Linked DNA regions of Zea mays: region 2 is linked to region 1. The links are chromatin contacts, called in public Hi-C maps. All regions are on one chromosome and are shown on one strand. Each heading gives the region's core, a stretch centred on a gene start, on an enhancer-like site or on the middle of the called end of the contact. The rest is flanking DNA. Distances are from core to core; before and after follow the strand shown.

Region 1 (5,003 bases), core at 1,483-3,982:
GCCCGTGGGCACGGAGACGGTGTTCTGGTACGGCGGGTCGACCAGGTTGTACGTGGCGGGGTCCTTGTCCTTGTCGAAGTTACCGAAGCCTCGGCCCACCACGTAGAAGCTGAAGCCGTGCAGGTGCATGGGGTGGCTCTCGGCGCCGAGGATGGCCGTGTCCTGGAACACCACCTCCAGGACGGTGCCGTACTCCACCACCTTCACCTTGGTGCCCCGCTTCGTGAACCAGAGGTCCTGTGGCGGGTTGGGAGCGGTGAAGTTGAAGAAGAAGGGCGGCTTGTTGGGGAAGTCCGGCTCGTACACGCCGCTGATGGAGTCGTAGTAGGCGTCGAGGATGTCGATGGTCGGGTTCATGAAGCTGACGTTGTTCAGGCTCGCGGCGAGGCGGTTGTTTCCGGGGCCGGCGCACGTCTTGTTGGGCTCGCAGGGGATCGTGTTGACGGAGATCGTCACGAGCATGTGCTCGTCCACCTCCATCGGCACGTCGATCGGATGCTCCTTGGTGACCAGGGACCGGAGCTGCGCCGTGTACGCCGTCGCCGCGGCGATGTCGTCCATGGCCGGCAGGTCGGGGGAGTCCGGTGGCCCCGCGGAGGGTGGCGCGTCCGTGTACTCCAGAATGGCCGTGGTGTTTTTGTCGTCGACATTGACTGCCGTGTTGGTGAAGAACGGCCTCGCAGCCATGTAGTAGCGGCTGTTGGCTGAGCCGTCGGTGGCGCAGTTGGCCTCGAGGAGCATGTTCATGGTCTGTCCGGGGGAGATGAGGATGTAGTCGACGGTGAACGGCCTGAGGTAGCGGCCGTCGGTGCCGACCACCGTGAGGCGGTGCCCGGCGACGGCGAAGAACATCTCGTTGGTGAGCCCCGCGTTGATGACCCGGAGCAGGTACGTCTTGCCGTGCTCCACGGACATCTTGAAGGTGTCCTCCTTGGAGCACGGGGCGAAGTCGCCGGGCTGGCCGTTGATGGTGTTGGCGTCCGAAATGTTGACGTCGCCGCCGGTCCGCTGGGACTCGAGGAGGATCTGCTCCACGTCCGCGTTCCACCACTCGCCGAGGATGATGGGCATCTCCTTGTGCGGCTTGGGGTAGGGGTAGACGGTGCCGCGCTTGGGGTGGATGACGATGGCGCCGTGCACGGTGGCGCGGTCGAATTCGCTGTGCGCGTGCCACCACAGCGTGCCTTCCTCCTCGGTGAAGATGATCTTGTAGGTGAAGTTGGCGCCGGGCTGGATGGGGCACTGCGTGATGTACTCCGGGCCATCGGACCACGGGTTCCGCGGCTGGTCCACGCCGTGCCAGTGGAGGGTGATGTTCTTGTAGCCCTGGTTGTACACGTTGACGATGACCACGTCGTCCTTGCGCGCGTAGATGGTCGGCCCCGGGAACTGCCCGTTCACGGCCAGGATGGTCTTCTCATGGCATAGTCGGGTGACCTTCGTCTCAGTTATCTGCAAAATATATATATATCACACACCCCACACCGGCGTTATATTTAGACGTCGTCGTCCTCCTTCTCTACATATATTAAAATCATGTATACACATACATATATTATGTATGTATGTATATATTGTAGCACGTAGCAGTGCGCGTCAAGGAGCATAGCTAGATAGCTGGAATGGAAAAAGATTAACAAGCAGCGCTATCTAATAAGACGTGTCACATCGTTGCTAGATTTTTTTTCTCAAGTGATGACGATGATGGGGAAACGGGAAAAGTGTGGTTTCCCGTAGTTTCTATGCTTAGCAAATATACCTAACTAATTAATACGGTTTATAGCTAGACGTACAAGCAAGTAAGAAGTCAATCATCTGTGGCTGTGCCTGTCGGGATACAGTACAGTACAGCTAGCTAGTTCTACTTACTCCATCATGCTCATGCAGAGCATCCAACGGTTCATACTGGCCCTGATTGGTTAAGTGTGTCCGTAGCTACAGGCTGTCCTGAGCCTGGCTGGCCAGATACCGGCATTTCGGCGGTACGAGCGGATGCAGTCAATTGGCCTCTAAATGGCTTGTTTTGCATCGGCTCGTACAATCCGCACCTTCCACGTGCGGGTAACCAAACACACGCTTAATCAAAGTCAATGCACGCAGAGGACCAGAATAAAGCGATACGGGCAACCAATCAGATAGACTACGTACCTAGACCTAGCTAGACACTTGAATTCAAATGTTCTGAAGCCATGCAAACATGAATCACATCAACCTAGTAGCTAGACATTTATTTGAAAACTAGAACACGCATGTACAGCGGCTGATTATTTGTAAGGTGCCCGCAAGCTAGCACTAACGTTCTCAGGTAACTGCCTGCGTCTCTGAAATTAAATTGGCCGGTAATATAAAGTCGAAATGAGATATTGAGATATATCGTCGAGATCGATCAACTTACAACGAAGTCGTAGTGAGTATTCCTGGAGGCCTGGGCTGGGACTCCAAATGCTAACAACAACACGCCTAGCAGTAATAACCAGAGCTGGCCTGCCGGCATCTTAGCTACACCGCCGCCGCCGCCGCCCATCGTCGGACGTTGTCGAAGGGGCATGCAGCAGAGCTAGAACTAATTAAGCTCTCTGATCCTGTGTACGATGAATCGATGATGATGATGTGTGTGTGTGTGCGCGCGCGCTGTTTCTCTGAGCAAACAAGCTGGAACGTGTTTAGCAGCGAGCGAGAGGGGATGGCCGGCCAGCTATAGCTAGCTACTGCAATGTACGTACGCTCCGTGCGTTGCTGGGATCGATGCTCATCTGAAGCGGATGGCGCTGGTATTTATAGAGGAGCGAGAGCTGCCAACGACGACGAGGGGACGAATGCATATGCATGTTTCGTTCGTCATGCCGCCACCAGTCGGTACCTAAACTTCCCCGCCGGCCGGTCCGGTCGATAGCTTCGTCGAATGATTGTCTTGTCTAGCTAGCTTAGCAACTCGTCCACGTTCTAGCAGCGTTTTTTTTTCGCCGGCGACAATGTGGCTCCAGAAGCCGCGTGCCCTGAGACGGCGCCCGGCCTCCTCCTCCGTTAGCGTGAGTTGATTGGCGTACGTAGCCTAGCATAGCTACTACCGCCTCTCGCCGCGGTGGCGCGCAAGCTAGCTAGCGTGTGTGAGTATGTGACGACGACGACGTCGTCCGAGCGTCACCGGGAACTGGCACGACGGCGACATCTGCGGGCCGGGGTTGCTAGTTTAATTCGTTTAATTAGTCACCTGCTGGAGATCAATCGAGGCTGGAACGAGTCAAGGTCAAGGAACTCCATGCAAGTTTTCAACGAACAGCAGGCAGGTGTTGCAGCTTACAGCGAATGGTTGGGTTGGGTGCTGTAAAATTAAAGTTAGGGCTAGTATTTGGCACACCTAAGATTATCGAAGGTTGCAGGGCGGTGATCAATTTGGCTACCGATATATGAACGTGGGTATATAACGAACCTACATCTATGCTGACTATGCAATTAATCATCAAGAAGATTCACATTTTTAGCTGATCCGGGCCGGCTGGCTCTGGCTGTTTCTTCGGTCCCAAGTTAAATCAAGAAGATACTACAACTACTGGTACTGTATCTGCAGCTCTTTTTCTTCGCGACAGTAATATGTGTGACAGACGTGTGTGGTTGTGTCAAAGACTCCAATAACATAGTAAATCCGTTTGGCTTTAATCCGTCCGTTCGTCGCCGTCATGCATCCCCCCAGTTCCCAGCGTCTCAAGCAAATGTTTGAGCTCCCGCGTGCGTGACGCAAGCCAAAAGCCCAAAAGCTAGCAGGCCAGTTTCCAGGCACCGGTCTTTTTCCTGACCTTTTTTAGGAGTATTAATTACTACTACTACTAGCGCGCTAGCAGATGATGCCGTTTTGACTTAACTAGGGAAATTCGTGCGCGGAGACTTTTCGACCGGTTCTTTTGCATTGCATGGATTACGAAAGCGAGCACGTATGCATGCATGAGCCAGTACTAGGAGTCTAGGACAATGTAGCCCGGTAACGAACAAACTGGCAATGTGATGTCCACAGCACACAAGTGGCCCCGGCCCGGCGCAGAAGTCGAACACGAAGCTGATGTGCATGTGCTTATCCCCTTCACAGATGGCATCGACGTTTAGAACAACTCCACAAATTTCATTCATTGACCTTTTACATTTCCAAAACTTAATTACTTTGGCTACCATGTTTACCTTGTTAATGTTATAGGTGTTGTGATCTATTGCAGTGCTCAGTGGCAAAATGGAAAACAACATAGACAAATGACAGAGGATTGATTCTTTATTGCAGAGATAGATGTATATATAGTGTAGTACACAGGGTCCCCAAAGGGGTGCGACCCTTAGGCAATAACTGCCACCAGTTGGGATTGATCACATGTGAAACATTTTGTAACACTCCCCCTTGATCAACCCAAATACATTTGATCATCTGCAAGTTGTCATCCAATATTTGATCTCCTCAAAAAAACCCTGCGGGAAAAATAAGGAGTACACAATATCTTTTGGATAATGAGAATATTCTCACATTGTCTCCAAAAGAAAAATATGCTTGTAATTATCATGTATAAAAACCCCTGTGGGGAAAATCAATGATGAAGCATATAGCTTTGTTGATATTACCTCGTTAAAAACTTTGAATGAGAAAACCTTAGCATGGCAAAACTCATACAAAGAAAAGAGTGTAATATGATGGTTCAATACGGGTTATATATCATGGGGAATTACTCCCCCTGAACCTTGCAAGCACTTAAGTCTTCTCATACCAATCCCCTCAACACATTTCTGAAATGTAGAGTATGGTAGAGATTTTGTGAATAAATCTGCAAGATTATCACAAGACTTTGTTTGCAAGATGTTTATATCCCCTTTTTCCTGAAGTTCATGGGGATAAAACAGTTTAGGAGAAATATGCTTATTGATATTGCTCTTGATATAACCTGTATCCATCTGAACAACACAAGCTGAATTATCTTCATAGATAATTGTTGGTGAGTCAAGAGAACCAATACCACAAGTTGTGAGTA
Region 2 (5,003 bases), core at 781-3,280, 160 kb before region 1:
TCTCAGTGTATAGGTTTACCATGAGCTGGAAAATTTCATATCTGCGCAGAAATAAGGAATGTGAATATTTAACACGTTGGCAAAGATAAGGAAACCATCAGAAAATGTTATGTAAATCACTAGTTCTAGGATAGCCCAGATTCGTTTCAGGATATTAGCTTATATGGCATGTCAAAATAACCAATCAGGTCATCAATATTCTAATAAAAGCAAAAGTTCTTCCCTTTACTCTTGCGTACTAATTTTGAGCAATAACATTATGCTTGCGTTTGTGGAAACAAAGGAATGCTTGCGTGTTTGATGGGGTACCCCGAGTATCCGCAACATTTTGCAAGAGATTCATGAGGACGTTAAGCTTTAGGGAATGGCAGGAGCAAAGGATATTAGACAGTTGTGGCCTTAATTTAGATGGTGTAGGGTTGGTGTGGGGTTGTTGCCCCCTCCTCTTTTTTCTCTTGTTTTTAGTTACTTTTATTCTTTTATTCTTTTTTCTTCCTTTTTCTGCCCCCTCCTCTCGTTTGCTGCCTTCTCGGGCACTTTGTATTTTGGTCCACCTTAGACCTTTCTTATCCTCTTAATAAAATGACACGCAGTTCTCTTGCGTGTTCGAGAAAACATTATGCATGTTCTCTATCAAATGACATATTGAGAAATTATAAGGAACACGAATTTGGAAGCATTCAACAAAAGGTAATTTTATGAGACAAATTGTGGTCCATTGCCCCATTGTGTGAGCTCTTAACATGCCTGTCTTTTTATATATATTTTTAGATTATGTTGATGTGCGTAGACTTGTCTTTGACATAGTAAACTGATTGCCAAATTATTGTGTATACAGAACAAATATTCCAAATCTAGCAACTAGATAAGTGTAGTTTGTGCATTATCAGTGCCGGCCCTGGCGGGGGTCGAGCAGTGCCCCCGACCAGGGCCCCTAAATTAATGGGGCCTCACTTTAGTTACTAAATAACAGTATATATATACAGCCATATAGCGTATATTGTATATATATGTCTATTGGCTCTACAAAACTTTTAAAGACCTAATTATAAGTCAACAACACGGCAACAACAAGCAAGGAGAATTAGACGTAACCCATTAATCTTGATTTCTATATTCTAGTAGTAGTACTTTGTAGTCTCAGGCCCATCTGCCTAGGCTCTCAGTCGCAAACAGACAGGCGGTCGTGCCGTCACCTCTCGGTAGCCAACACACGACATTGGGTACGACAACGCTTTTGTCTTTCCCTACATAGCGAACACGAAACTAACATGACATGATCGATTGATCTCACAACGTATTACATCTATTTGATCATTGTTCGAAGTAACCTTCTTTTGAGTCATCTAGATACATATATACCCATTTTCTTTTGAGTCATCTAGACACATATATACCCATTTTTCTACGAGATGTTATGTTATATTTTAGTTACTTTGTATTTAATATGAACAACGTTTTCAAATATACATAAATATTTATTAACAATATATATATGCACTATAATTATGTGTAATAATTAATATTATCAAGGGCCTCCATTATAAGTCTTGTCCCGGGCCTCTAAAATATCAGGACCGGCACTGTGCATTATACTAATTATCAACATACCTAGAAGGAAAGCATGGTGCAACATAATCATATATATCACCAAGCTCCTCTCCAATCTGTGTTGCAATAGAAGCAAAGTAGCAAGCTATAAGTCAAAAAGATTATTAAGATAAACCAAGGTAAGTACATTTTCTAAAGAAACATCAAGTACTTCTTTTTACACCCCAAATTACAGAGCCAGTAGGATGGTGAGATCCCCCCTCCCACATGCGCACACGCATGCGTTAGTCACAAAAGAAAGGTGGTGTTTAGGATATTACTATCAGAATATTGTTAGGATTTTGTTAGGGTTTCACTGTATACCTCTATTGTAACGGGTTTTGGCCCACCTAATACTTCTATTTAATACACTCCCAACTTAGGATTAGGGTTAGGGTTTTACTCTCCAACATGATAGTTAGCTAGGTCTCTTCCATTCCCCCTCTCTTCACAGCTGCCAGCCTCCTCTACCCCCAGTCGTTGCCGCCGCTGCCCCCATGGCCGACAGCCTACCTCCGTCGGGCTTCTCCACCACGAACACCACCCTCCCCCCCTTCCTCCAAGTCGCTGCCGCAGTGTCCCCTGCTTTACTGGCTGCTGCCACCACCTCCTTTCGCTGCGGCGTGGGCGCAGCAGCTGGCATGCGCACAGCCGCCGGCGCGAGCACGACCACTAGTTGGTGCATCGCCGCTCTCTTCTCCGCGGCCGCCAGCAATAACGCGGCCCTCGTGCTTCCGCTCCCCTCCCCAATGAATGTGCCACTCAGTCCACCGCCTCTGCTCAGACTGCTCTTCATCTGGCATCGGTTGGGTTGCAGGCACCCTGGGTGGGCCTCTCCTTCCCCATCACGGTCGGCGCCGCCGCTGACCCGTCCTCTGTTCTGAGGCTGGGTTGCAGATGCCTCGGGCCACCCTCTCCCCCACCACGGCAGGTGCCACCGTGTCCGCTGCTTCGGCAACCATCACCTCCCCCTTCCCCTTCCCTTGTCGGCGATCAACCTTGATGTCACCAAAACCACTCAGCTGGCGGCAATGTTTGGATGTCACAAGTTGGCACCTTCCCGTTCACATATTTGGGTTTGCCAATGGGCCTCATGAGGCCGAAAGTCAAAACTATCTCCCTCTCATCACCAAAGTTGAAAGAAGGCTCAGTACCATCAGTTCTTGGTTATCTATAGCAGGAAGACTTACTCTGGTCAACTCTACTTTCTCAGCGATGCCCATCTTTACAATGTGCACACTTAAGATACCGGTAATGGTCATTAACGGTATCGATTGTATCAGAAGGGACTGTCGGCAGCAGTTAAACAATCAGAAGGGACTGTCAGCAGCAGTTAAAATGCGCACTTGAAACCCTCTGGTTGCCTAGGACAAAGTGTGCTGTCCTAGAAATAGAGGGGGCTTGGGTGTTCTCAATTTGAAGATTCAGAACACGACCCTCTTGCTTAAATACATTCACAAATTCTATGGCAGAGAAGACATACCTTGGGTAAATCTAATTTGGACCACTCACTAATCTGGGGGCAGGGTCTCCCATGGCTACCCTAAAACAGGCTCTTTATGGTGGAAGGATGTTTCCAGGCTGGTTGACTATTTCAGAGGCCATACTATGCCTTGGGCTGGGGATGGCAGAACAATTCTGTTGTGGCTTGATGTTTGGAACAATATCTCCCCCAGATTCACTTTCCCTTGTCTCTTCTCTTTCGCCAAGAAAAAAGAATGCTAAATTCAAGAATTTTTAACCAACATGGATCTAGAGCACAATTTCCATACTCCTTTATTTTCTCAGACCGCTCAGGAATATCTTGGTTTCCACAAGCTTGTGAGTTACCTTCAGAACTCTACAGCTGTTAAAGACAAATGGACCTATCCGTCCGTGGGGCAATTCTACTTTCAGCTCATCCAAGTTATAGCCTTACTTTTCAGTCAATCCAGCCTCCTGCTGCCTTTAATTAGATTTGACAGTCCAAGGTTGGGAAGAAATTCAAGATTTTTATATAGCTGGTCTTCGGAGACAGAATCAACTCCAAGAACATTCTTAGAAGAAAGGGCTTTTTGCCACCGGACAACAACCTTGACTGCACTCTATGTGACCTGCACTGCGAAGAGACGACTTAGCAGTTAGCACCTGTTGTTTCGTTGTCCTTTCTGTACAGACTGCTAGAGTTATGTGGGTCTCCATTGGAATCATGATCTTGACTTCTTTTCGATGATTCATGAGACCAAGGGTGCCTTTGGCCACAGTTTCTTCATGGAAATTTTGGCACTAGTGGTTTGGTGCATTTGGAAGCATAGGAATGACTTCATCTTTAGGAATAAGGCTCCTTCTTTTTCTTCTTGGCGACGCAAATGCTGAGATTTTACCCCTCTTAAAACTAGTCTATTGCTTTGGCTAAACTCTCGATAGCTTCTTCCTTGTCTTCTTTGATCCCGCTTGTAATTTTCTTTCCATTTCAAAAAAGTTTCAATAAAATCGCGTTGTAGGGGTTTCCCCTACAGCATTTTCCCTTCAAAAAACATATATTTTGATACAGATATTTGATCAAAGTTGTTTTGGGGACCATGTCTATGTTCAAAACAGTACTATTTTATGTGGCTTAAATATTTTTTTCTTGAATACGCAGGAGAGTTACGTATCATTGTATTAAGGAGAAAAATAGGGAGGGGTCCATACAGCACCACACCACGTCCCTTCGGACCCAAGGAGATGGGCTGCAAAAGAGAAAAAAAAGGAGAGAGAGAGAGACTTGGGACAGACCAACCAGACCAACAGACACTAAGACAATCCACCTAACTGACCTAACTCACGCAGGGCCTTGGCCCCAGCCCTACACCATAGATGGTGCTGCACCTGGAGATCAGAGAGCAGGACACCAAGGCTGGGATTAGTTGACTCAAAAACACATCTGTTACAATGTTTCCAGATCATCCAAGCACCCAAAATAATCAGGGAATTCAATCCTTTCTTTTTGTCCCTCTGCAGGTGTTTGCAAGCTCTGTGCCACCAATCAACAAAGGAGAGCTCGGACTGGTTAGGTGCACGGGAAGCAAGACCCAAATGATTAAGAACTTTAAACCAGAATTCCCGGATGAAAACACAGTTAGTAAGTGCTGAACGTCCTCCTCTTTCTGATCACATAAAACACATCTTTTAGTGTGATCCAGACCTCTCTTCCTAAGGCGATCTGCTGTCCAACACCTGTTACGGGAATATTTGTAGAGAAGACCAACAACAACATTTTCCCTTGTGCATGACAAATAAATTTTAATTAGCTGATAATATTGTATGGTCCGTTCTAAACTGTGAATTTCTGTATGCCAGGTTAGTAACGCTAATTAACAAACATGTTTTGACCATGACAGTTTCACCAACATGAATCATGTAACTCATAAGTTTAGAACTCACAGAAGTGC

What was found. A called contact is a pair of places that touch in the nucleus more often than the background predicts.
Region 2: a contact with region 1 is called in a Hi-C map of ear, with 2.9 times the contacts expected there. The contact joins the enhancer-like site here to the promoter of LOC732839 in region 1. A contact is called at or near these places in 3 of 25 Hi-C or Micro-C datasets (ear, leaf and tassel).

What each region holds. Positions count from the first base shown.
Region 1 is chr4:186,458,466-186,463,468 of Zm-B73-REFERENCE-NAM-5.0, reverse strand. LOC732839 (laccase-like) reads right to left here and starts at 2,732. Exons shown (of 3, transcript NM_001112445.2): 1 at 2,396-2,732; 2 at 1-1,452. The coding sequence starts at 2,548.
Region 2 is chr4:186,620,433-186,625,435 of Zm-B73-REFERENCE-NAM-5.0, reverse strand. It overlaps LOC100276416 (exocyst complex component SEC6), which reads right to left. Exons shown (of 25, transcript XM_020552753.2): 12 at 1,612-1,667; 13 at 1-41. Among protein-coding and RNA genes, the nearest start is that of LOC103654254, 17 kb to the right of the region's middle. Within about 2 kb of position 2,030, at least 8 of the 20 cell types and tissues checked have an H3K27ac peak or open chromatin away from gene starts, as enhancers often do. A contact at or near this core is called in ear and tassel, where this site is marked.